3 separate regions of the Arachis hypogaea genome follow, and all the other regions are linked to region 3. Evidence: chromatin contacts called from public Hi-C data. All regions are on one chromosome and are shown on one strand. The core of a region is the stretch at or near the end of the contact, and the rest is flanking DNA. Distances in the headings are between cores, read along the strand shown.

What was found. A called contact is a pair of places that touch in the nucleus more often than the background predicts.
Region 1: a Hi-C map of leaf shows a contact between it and region 3, with 2.6 times the contacts expected there. The contact joins the promoter of LOC112771649 here to the promoter of LOC112771212 in region 3. A contact is called at or near these places in 2 of 8 Hi-C or Micro-C datasets (both in leaf).
Region 2: a contact with region 3 is called in a Hi-C map of leaf, with 3 times the contacts expected there. The contact joins the promoter of LOC112771648 here to the promoter of LOC112771212 in region 3. A contact is called at or near these places in 3 of 8 Hi-C or Micro-C datasets (leaf and an unstated tissue).

Annotation. Positions count from the first base shown.
Region 1 is chr18:16,798,038-16,801,806 of arahy.Tifrunner.gnm2.J5K5, forward strand. It overlaps LOC112771649, which reads left to right and starts at 1,378. Exons shown (of 9, transcript XR_003187141.3): 1 at 1,378-1,513; 2 at 1,635-1,906; 3 at 2,816-2,902; 4 at 2,981-3,073; 5 at 3,310-3,347; 6 at 3,474-3,569.
Region 2 is chr18:16,842,738-16,846,481 of arahy.Tifrunner.gnm2.J5K5, forward strand. LOC112771648 (probable sesquiterpene synthase) reads left to right here and starts at 1,490. Exons shown (of 6, transcript XM_072225592.1): 1 at 1,490-1,728; 2 at 3,477-3,744. The coding sequence starts at 1,621.
Region 3 is chr18:16,997,851-17,001,646 of arahy.Tifrunner.gnm2.J5K5, forward strand. LOC112771212 (protein SHOOT GRAVITROPISM 6) reads left to right here and starts at 1,805. Exons shown (of 12, transcript XR_011876091.1): 1 at 1,805-2,210; 2 at 2,487-2,548; 3 at 2,650-2,773; 4 at 2,886-3,287. LOC112773068 (probable sesquiterpene synthase) reads left to right here. Exons shown (of 5, transcript XM_029294773.2): 5 at 1-275. The coding sequence ends at 132.

The DNA.
Region 1 (3,769 bases), core at 128-2,627, 200 kb before region 3:
CCGTCAGCATCAAGGTGCTCCTAAATGCCACGGCCGCACACTTTGGGTTTAGGCCGACGTACATGAGGGTTTGGTTGGCGAAGCAGAAGGCTGTGATCGTGCACTCTCCGAACGGCATATGGAAGGTGTGCGTCTCCGGACGCCACCGCTCGACGAAGGCACTGACAAGGGGCTCATCTAACCGGAACCATCTATCGTTCAGCCTCGCAAGATGGTATAATCCGGCCATCTGCAAGTACGGAACATACCGCTCATCGAGTCTCATGCCCTGGTGCCGCCGCATGCTCCTGATGCATCGCTGTGACTGCGCATTACATGGACGGCATTATTAGAACCACTTAGAAAACCAGTGACAAAAATAACTAACACCGGAAACCACTTATGGAAACCACTAACAGAATCTACATGCAAAACCAATATAACAAACCAGTATCAAAACCACATGCTTAAACCACTAACATAAACCACATACAAATCCACTTATGAAAAACACATGCAAAAGCACTATCATAAACCGCTTACAAAACCACATAGTAAACCACTTCCAATACCACCAAAATAAACCGCCAAAATAAATCAACAACAAAACCGCATACAAAAGTACTAACAAAAACTACTACTAAAAACTCCTAACCTAAACCGCCAACAAAACCACATGCCTAAACCGCTAACATAAACCGCATACAAATCCACTTACGAAAACCACATGCAAAACCACTATCATAAACCGCACACAAAATCACATAATAAACCACTTCCAATACCACCAAAATAAACTACCAACATAAACCATCAACAAAATCCCATACAAAATCACTAACAAAAACCACTAATAAAAACCACTAACATAAACTACCAACTAAACAAAATGCAAAACCTCTAAAATAAACCACTTGCAATTCCACTAGGATAAACCGCCACTAAAATCGCATGCAAAACCACTAACTCAGATAAACCGCTAGCACAAAGTTTTCTATCTACTAACCTCGTCGTTGATGACCCCAGCTATATGAGCAACTCCGTCCAACCGATATAGCCTTTCCGGATCGTCTCCCATCGGCTGAGTATTCTGTTCGAGTCTTTGTCGGCTCGAATCTGGGTCGTTTTCTCTGGGATTTGGTGGGGTATGAGAATGGAAAAGTGATTCGAATGAGGCTGATTCAAACTCCTTATATAGCCGAAATCTATGTAATTCGAACCAACCCCATTCGAATTACTATTTGAGGGAAATTTTGAGTAATTCGAACCAACTAAGTTCGAATTACTTTGGGAAGCGTTCAATGTGTAATTCGAACCAAGCTAGTTCGAATTATGCTCCTTGGTAGTTCGAACCATGTAGATTCGAATTATGTAAATCACGTGTTCCTTCGTAATTCGAGTTAGGCTAGTTCGAATTCCAATGCTTCTTCCAATTCCCCTGTTTTACGTACAGTGGCGTCATAGTTTGTCCAGAAGGGTTGCACACTTGCACTGTTGTTTTCTTCAACTTCCGTATTCTTCATCATTCCTCATGGTTAGTTTGCTTATGGTTCTGATTTTTTCTCACGGTTGATCGTTGTGATTTTGTTACATTCTCTTTCCCTTTCCTCTTTTGTGAGATGTTGAAGTGAGTTTTTTGTATTTTGGGGTTACAGTGGTTGACGAAGCGGCAGCGACTGTGGACTTCTTCTGCATCTAAATCCAATTATATCGAGTCACAAATCTTCCTTCCTTCCTTTTTAACAAAATCATATTCTTCAATTATCCATATCTTCCTCTTTGGTACGTTGCTTTTCAGGGTTCAAGAACTGTTCGGCATTGTGCATAACGCCCTCAGTTCCACTTTATTAATTCTTTTGTTGCTCCTGATATCGCACATCATCACAATGCATGTCTTCTGCGAACACATCTTCCCTGCAAAATATAGGTAAATTGATCTTTCATGTTCTGCCTTTCTTTCTTCTTTTTTTCTGGGTTTAATGTTTGTCGTTGAAAACTTTTGACAAAGTTATGATTTTTCAATGAAATTGGTATCTGTTGTTTAAGCCCCAATATATATTTAATTTTTTAGTTATTTTTGTCGTTGGTGTTAGTGTCAAATTAGAGCTTCTGTGGTGTTCTTCTTTCCGATACCATTTTTAAAAAAAATAATGAGATGCCCGGATAATTCGACTTCGTGCTCAGGTTTTAGGCTATTCTAAAAATGAATGATGCTAGGAAGCTTGGATTCAGTGCTCATTATAGTGCTGATTCTGGAAAAAGTAAAGACTATTTAAAAATTTCAGTTCTTTGTTTATGTATATCTAGGCAGTGCATTATTTGAACAAGAAATATGCATTATGCAACTGAATCCAAGGTAGAAAATCCTTTCAAATTTGGTTACTTTTTTTTAATGGATAAAGTTTCCTTAATTGATTTGTTGTTTTGAAATCATTGCAATTTACTTAATGCACCCATTGTTTTCACCAAGTACTAACATCCTTTACTGTTGTCTATTGTTTAATTTCATCTTCCTTTAATGGTCTAATCTCTATAATGATTTAGTGAACGTGTTGTTCAAAGGATGACTTCCTCATATGTTCCTTTTATTATTTGATTATTTGATAAAACTATGCATACGTTTGTAGCTGATATATTACTATAAATGCCTTTTCTTTTGTTCTTTTGACATTTTTTTGTATGTGCATTGTATTTGTGCTTGCTGTAGTGCTTCCGTTAATGCCTATCAATCATGTTTTCTTAAACGAAGTTATAAGTGTTAATTTATTTGTTACACATTTATATGTTGTTGTATATCGTTAAATTATTATTACTTGGTTTTTTATTTCATCACAAGATTTTGAGATCTTTAAAAAAGGATGCACATAATTAAGGAAAGAGAATTCATGGAAAGATTAAGAAGGAAGCTCATGAGAAGTTGAAGGTTGGTTATTTACTTTTGTTTTGATTTCATTATTAATACAATCTTGAAAGGAGACAATAGTTATATTGGTTACTTTAGGTGAAAAGGAGTGATGTTGTGCACTACAATTATCATGATGAAAGACGCAAATGAAGATTCTCATGGACAAGATATTGGATGCTTGAACTTTGTGTATGAACTATTTGTTTATTTTTAAATGCTTTATATTAGAATAATTGAGCTTGAAATCATTATAGTGCTAAATTTGGTCTAGACAAAAATTATCTATTTGATTCCGAAGTCTAGGTGTGTCCAATATTTTAAACAATTTATAGGATAAAAATTTCCTAAAGTCTGCCATTTTTTGTGCATTATGTCATTACTAACATTCTTTTTCATGGAGTATAACTTTTTTTACTGTACTTTAGGTTACACTTGCTGATATGGCTAAGCTTGCTACAACAAAGTATGATGTTAATAAGAAAGCTTACGTTTGTTTCTCAAATTTAAATTGTCAATATTTAAGTATCTGAAGTGTCTGAGTCAAGTTTTCTAATCAAAATGCTTACAATTTCATGTTGCAACACAAAAGGATTAAGAGGAACATCATCAATTTTTTCAAAAGCTCAGACACTTGAGGACGGTCGTCATTCCCCTAGGGAAGCCCAAAAACAATTTAGGCTTTAAGGTGAATGGGTTGAAAATTTTAATATAGACATGTGATTTAAATATGATTGGTTTATTACATGTGCCCTTTTTTTCACTTTAAATTTTGGAATTGGAATGCATTTTGTGGTGTTTGTTGATTTGCTTAACTGAAAATATATTTTATTCATTCCTTAAAAAGAAGGGGTTTGCAGCTGGTTGGAGACTGAGTATATTCTTTTT
Region 2 (3,744 bases), core at 240-2,739, 160 kb before region 3:
TGATGATTGATTTTAAATTGAATGAATATATGTGTTGAGATACCTGGGTAGTAGCAAGGATGGTGGTTCGTCCCACTTGCTCCAGGTCAGAGACTGTGACGCCTGGGTAGTAGCGATAGTAGTGGTGATTCCACTCGCTCCAGGTTGAGCTTTTAAACACCCGCCTGGGTAGTAGCCGCAGTAGTGGTTATTCCACTGGCTCTGGGTTGAGCGGGTAGTAGCAATGGGGTTGTAGCTCAAACCTACTTGCTCCGCGATGGGTGTTTCTGTCCATGGTTAGCTACCAGGACGTGTCGGGTTGGCTATATAACCGACAGATGATATCATCAGCCACTAGGACAGGCATGCATCATATGCATCTATGTGACATTGTTTGGGTGTGCATATTGTACTTGGTTTGCCTTTGTGACTATTTGAGATTATCTGCTACTTGCTCTACTTGCTATAACTGTTTGTTTGTGCTTGAACCTCCTATCTGTGTTTGCAACTGGGACTCTGTTGGATTGTGGTGATTGGTTGTTGTTGGATTGTTTGGGCCTAGGGCCGTGGTTGGAATGAGATGAACCGATGGTTGATTTCGGTTTTGTGTTTCTGGTTTGGAATAAAATATGAAGGGCTATTGTGGTTCCGCATAGATAAACCATTTTGAAAGGCTTTGAGTTTTTGAGAATTGAACGGTTCTTTTTTCAGAAAAGATTTTCAGATTTTACCTTTATTGTAAACCGTTTTTTTGAAAAGGAGGCATAAGACGATTATTAATCACTAGTACGGTTTATCTTCACGTATCCTATTACAGTAATTTCCAAAAACCCTCTACTGAGAACCCTTTCGAGGATGATGTTCTCACCCCCCTACATTTTTTCCCTTTCAGGATATGGGTGCTGAAGTCACGAAGAGTTTATTTAGTTGTTGTTGAGATGCTCTGTATTGTTTTAGTTATGGTTTATTGTACCCTCGCCTTTATCTTGTTATATTCTGTAAGAGGGATAGGAATTGTATTGGTTAATGCTTGTAAAGTTATTTATATATATTTATGTATATATATGGATGTACTGTTTGTGAGTTGTTGTAAGTTGTATGGTATTTGTGGATGTACGTTATCGAACGAAAGTATTTTTGGGAGCGGTATTACGGTTTAAAGTTTTAAACAGACTCATATTTTAGTATTAAATAGTATAAGTGTCGTCGTAATGTCCGAGCTATCAAAGTCGCGCAGCCGGAAGCGTGAGCCTTGGTAGTTAGGGTGTTACAATCATAGATACAAATGTCAGCGTTTTCATCTCTCATGAGTACAAATGATCATTTATTCAATTAACTAATTTATAAGGTTAAAGATAGTTAATACTATTCAAGATTAAAGGATATGCAATTCTTTAATAATTGAGGAATGGCTAGAGAATTCACTCACTTTTTAACAAGACAAAATAAAAAGGAATCTTGTTTATCCACTTGGGGTCACATGCACAATCTTCACATTTAAAAATGGGCATCCAGCTAGGGACATTAACTCATCTCCCTTTGCATTAGTGAACCATATTCTATATAATTATTGGTTGTAAACGTCTTAATATCGTTCATTACCCAATACTATACATATCTCTTTCAGCTTCAGTTCCAGTGATGACTTCGAGTCAACCTGCCCCTTCTAACTCAAAGCGACCCTCTGCAAATTTTGCTCCTAGCATTTGGCACGATACTTTCCAAAAATACGCTGATTCTGAATCCTTGGTATCTTATTTAATTTTGTATGATGAAATATCAGTATATTGTTAAACTTATACATATATTCAAAATACGGATAGTATATATCTGATCACTTCTACGCCAGAAACTCAAAATAATGCTTGGGTAAGTGTCTTTAACAAGAATGATAGTTATATATATATGGACGGGATCCCTAGTTGTATAAAACAAGTTATCTATATTGTATTTCTAGTATGCAAATGTAATCCCAAAAATTTCCATAACTTTTTGTATATTTTTGGATATCTGTTTTGTTGAGTTTAATTTTGATGTATTGATATCATAGTGTAAAATGTTTTATATAGTTATGTAATCATATTTATTTTTTTGAATAACTATTCACACAGTTCATAAAAATAGTAGTTATTTTTTTATGATATTATGTTATGTAATTAGATGTACATATAAAGATGTTTTACACTGACAGTATATTAAAATTAAATTCATATTTTGTTATAAGAAAATACATAATTAGTTTATGAATTTAATTTTAATGTACTGTCAGTATAAAATAGTTTTTCACGTGCATCTAATTACACAATATTACATCAGTAAAAATAACTATATTTTACATTGATCGTGTGAGTGGTCATCTAAAAGAACAGGTATAATTACACGATAATACAAAACGCTTTACATAGTCAGTATCTAAATTAAACTCTTAGTTTATATATACATATGTTTTAAAAGAGAATTTTAAAGTAATGATTGAATTATTTCCATGTGATTTCAAAGTCAAGATCGAGTTCAAACTGTGAAAATAACCACGAAAATAATTATTAGATTCGGTTGTGTATAATACACTCTTTGAATGGAGTTCTTTTCGAAATCTTGCATTAACATATTTATTCATTAGACTGTCTTTTTAATAATATACTTTCTTTCTTTCTTTTTTATTTGTTTTTTTTTTTAATTAATGAAGATAACCTAATTAAGTTGAAAAGAGAAAAAAATATAATCTCGTTAATTTTCTTTTGTTTTTTAGTTTTTAAAGAGTCATAGTATTAAAATAGCCTAGTCTGCATTTTGTAAACATTTCTATAATTATATACTTAATTAATAAATAAGATTCATTTTAATATTGACTTTTATATTTTTAACTTACGTTTTTGTTTTCTTATCAAACAAATAAAAACTCTTCTTTACTTATTATTAAAATGGCACAACTTTCAATCTTTTACGTTATATTTTTTTCATAACAACAAAAATATATAGTATAACTTTGTGGAAGTTAACTCATACTGAAAACTGAAAAGCAACTTTAGTAAATATTTGCTTTCACAAAAATTTTCTATTTTTAATACTGAAAACTTAAAAAATTTATTTAACAACCAAATTAAATTGAGAAATGATATGCATAATAACTGAAACATAAAACATTATTACTAGTACCAGTCTGATTTGTATCTGATTATATTTAAGTGTTACATCGAAGCTATAACTTTCTCAACAAATCATCATATAATAATTTTGTTAGAAATATAATTATTTATATATTTTTTTATTGGCTTAAATTTTGAATAAAGTATCATAATATCATTATATTATATCAGAATATCTATGATTGAATGATTTAGTGTTCGATTTTTATTATCTCTAAAAGAAAAAAGAAATGTCATAATAAATTTAGATCAAATTGAATAGTTGATCATATGTAAAGAGATATGACTTACTCTCATTATTTGTTAATTTTTCATGCATTTGAACTAAATATTAAATTGAAAACTTTGCAGGAAGTGAACGAAATCATGAAACAAGAAGTTCAAATGCATAAAGAAAAAGTGAAGATGAATTTGCTTTCTAATGATAATAATATCTTACAAAGATTAAGCTTAATTGATTCAATTCAACGATTGAGTATATCTTATCATTTTGAAAATGAGATTGACAGAATATTAGTACACATCCACAATGATTTTATTAACAAAGATCTTGCTATAGAAGAATGTGACCTTCACTTTACTGCATTATTTTTTCGTTTGCTCCGACAAAAAGGATATA
Region 3 (3,796 bases), core at 555-3,054:
ATCCTTGATTGCATTGTTAACTTGGCACGCATATGTGAGTTTATATATGCAAACTTTGAAGATAAATACACCAACTGTGAACTTCTGAACGATCACATCATGGCACTGCTTTTGGACCCCATCGTCGTGTAGCAGTTTCCTCAAGAAATAAATTGTTTAACATTTGTTCTAAATAAATAATTCTAACAAATTTTATTATAATATAATTAAGAAACTGAGACTAAAATCTAACATGTATGTTGTTTAATTTCTCTTTGTTGATTGTTTGTGTTATACTATGTTGTTTGCTATTTGCAATAAGTTAAATAAGGTTATACTTTGTTCTTTGTTGTTTAATTGTTTTTCTTATTTTTGTTAGTGATTTGAAGCTTCTATATACTCCAAGATTAGTCGTTAATAATGAGATCATTTTTCTTGTTCTAAAAAAAAAGACAAAAATTAATTTGTAAATGAATTTAAAAATGGAAAAATATTGAAAAATGGATGAATGGCGTATTATGCACAAATGTGGATTTGCTAGTCAGAAACCACAAAACATAACCTACGTTTTGAGTGGGACGAAGATCAAGAAAATGTTGGTGCCTGCAAAACTTAACCTGCGATTGGCAGGGCAGGCAACCGAATTTCGAAACGAGGGCTAGCTGGTGTCTCCTGCATGCAGACTAGAGCAGGTGTTGACCAGTATTGGACTCGGCAAAACGCAGGCTGCGTTTGTCAGTCGTGCAGGGAAAATCGCAGGTTGCGATTGGCAGCCTCCCAAGCTGCATGCGCGACACGTGTCGTTGAGGATGGTGAATCCGCTTATAAAACCAAAACGCAAGTAAGTCCAAGGGTGAAAAAACGTATAGTGTAAAACGAGAGTGAGAAAGGTTGCTGAAGAAGAACTGAAGAAGGAATAAGAGTGAAGAAGCAAGTGTGGGAGAAAAAAAGTATACTTTGAAGGGTTTGATAAAAATGGTTCGTGATTTTACCAAATCGAAAGAACACATTATTGAATATCTGAATCATCCTCAATGGGTAAGTAATTTTTTTTTATTTTGTGATTAATAAATAAATATATTTATTTATATTTTATGTATTTGTGTTTTAACTAATAATTTTATTGTTATTTTCAATGATATTATTATTATTATTAATTTTAATATTATTATTATTATTGTTATTATTATATTATTAATGTTGTTATTATTATTATTATTATTATTATTATTATTATTATTATTATTTAATAATAAAAAATACTATTTCATAATTTTTGTATTATTTTTAATAAGTTTTTATTATTTTTTAATAATTTATCAGTAATTTTTATGATATTAACCGTACTGTGTGATAAATTATAAGAATAAAACTGTTTAGAAGTTTTTTATTATTTTTTAATAATTTATTATTAATTTTTATGATACTAATAGTACTGTGTAATAAATTATAATAAATAAAACTGTGTAAAAATTTTTTATTATTTTTTAATAATTTATTATTAATTTTTACACTACTAGAAAATTAGTTATTACAGACGGATATTTTCGACGGATTTTATCCCTCGGAAATACAGACAGAATTTTAGAGGGATTTTTTTGTCGGAAAACAAAAAAATGAATTAGCATAAATTACAGACGGAAAACAGAATCCGTCGATAACTCTGTCGGTAAAATTATTTTTTTTCGTGAGAAATGATTACAGACGGAAAATTAAATAGGTAAAAATGCTATTTTTATTAAATTATTACAGACGGAAAAATTCGTCTGTAATTTAAAATTTTCCGTCGAAAAATTTTAATTTAAACCTAACTTCTCCCCACCCTATCGAACCCCTTTCACACACACAAAATCACATAACAAACGAGTTGCTCCTCTCTCCTTCAACGAGTTTCTCCTCGCACGAGCTTCTTCTTCTCCTTTCCTCACTCACAGCGCCACCGCCGCCACCCTAACCACCGCAGCTACCTTCTCCTTCTTCTCCTCTCTTTTAAACACTGAACCAGTAGAACACAGCCCCTATCTCTCTCGTTTTTTCTCGTTCGTAGAACAAATCAAGCTCAAGTTCCTGTTCTCTTCGTCTCAGGTGAGCTCCAGCACGCTGGCGCCACCTGTAGCAGCGTCTGTCCCCACCACCGCCGCGCCTCTCCCTCTCCTTTTATCCCCACTCAGTTCTGGCTCGCATATCTTCTCAGCGCCATAGCCATCATCTCCTCCAGTCAATGCTTCCAGGTTTTAGTTTCAAAATTCTTTTAATTTCTGTTAAGTTCAATTAATTTTGTTTAGTTAGTTTGATTTTAGTAATTAGTTTAGTTAGATTTGTTTTCTGATTAGTGGATTTTTAGGTTTTGATTAGATTAGGTTTAGTTAGATTTGTTTTTTTCTGATTTTAGTAATAAGTTTGATTTAAAATTTGTTGTTGAAGCTTTTTTCCTCATGGTTTTTCAATTTTTGGTGTTTCCTTTCACTGCATTATCTTTTTTCTTTTGCTGCTGCTTCTTGCTGCAGTGTGATAGTGATCCTTCTACTTGGAGCTACATCAATGATCATGTTCATTTTCATATAGGACAGTAAGTTTGACTTGCTTCAGTAATAGAATATTCTGGTTGTTTAATAATGTAGAACATATGCATCTAGATTCTTTAAACTTTCTTACTTTTCATTGTTATAGGTGGTATGCTTAACTTGGGATATATGATGTGGCTGTCAAGCATATGATGGAAATCTTGGCCTGCAGTCACCAGTCCAAGGAAACACAGGAATTATTCCTTAGTGACTTTCTTCAAACTGTGAAGGTGATAGTGACTCTATTTCCTTTTCAGATCTCATGCTTAGAACCTGATTGTTAAAATACTGAACTGCCAATAGTTTGATTTAATGTAATTCCTGAAGTAGTGTGCTTTGTAGAACAGGTTGGCGATGTAGGACCCATTCTTGATTTGATGGCTGTGGTTTTAGAGAATATTTCTACTTCTACCCTCCTAGCCAGAACAACAATTTCTGCTGTCTATCAAACCGCAAAATTAATCAGTTATGTCCCTAATGTGTCATATCAGAAGAAGACAAGCATTCCTACATAGACTGGAAATAACATTTCTACCTATTCAGCTTTATTCGTTTATCTAAAGACATAGGGTGTTTTCTGGACTTATTCCAGGCTTTCCCTGATGCCTTGTTCCATCAATTGCTTGTGGCCATGGCTCATCCGGACATGAAACACAAATTGAAGCACATAGTGTCTTCTCTATGGTGCTTATGCCATCAATGGTTTCTCCTTAGTTGGACCAGAAAACAAAGATGGCTATGAAGGTACAGAGTAATAGCTTCCACATTCAGCATGATAGTTTCTCTAAGCAGAACACTTAAATGGAAAACTGCTAGAAGGAAACACGGTTGCAGGAGTTACTGGGGATAAAAATGCTGTTCCAATTTATTATGAAATGCAATTAGCTATTTCAGCAACTTAAAAATAATATTTCAAGTTGGTGTCAAACTGGAGCCTGCATTTAGTGGCAGTGGCAATAATTTTGACAGCAAAATTTATCTTTATAGAAATGGAAAAAAATGCTATTCATAGCCTTTTAACTAATCCCGTTAGCTTTAAAATCTATTTATCCAAATCTGTTTTCATATTTTAATTAATTTTTATAATTTAATGGTGATATGAATTGCTTTGTCAGGCATCCAATTACAGGGTTTTGGCATTTGTAAATGTTTCTAATTTAAATTGTATGCTTTTCTTTCTGTTAGTGGGCTTGTTATCTGTATTTTATTGTTTCTAATTACTTCAGAGATTTAAAACAAAACACCTTTTTCAT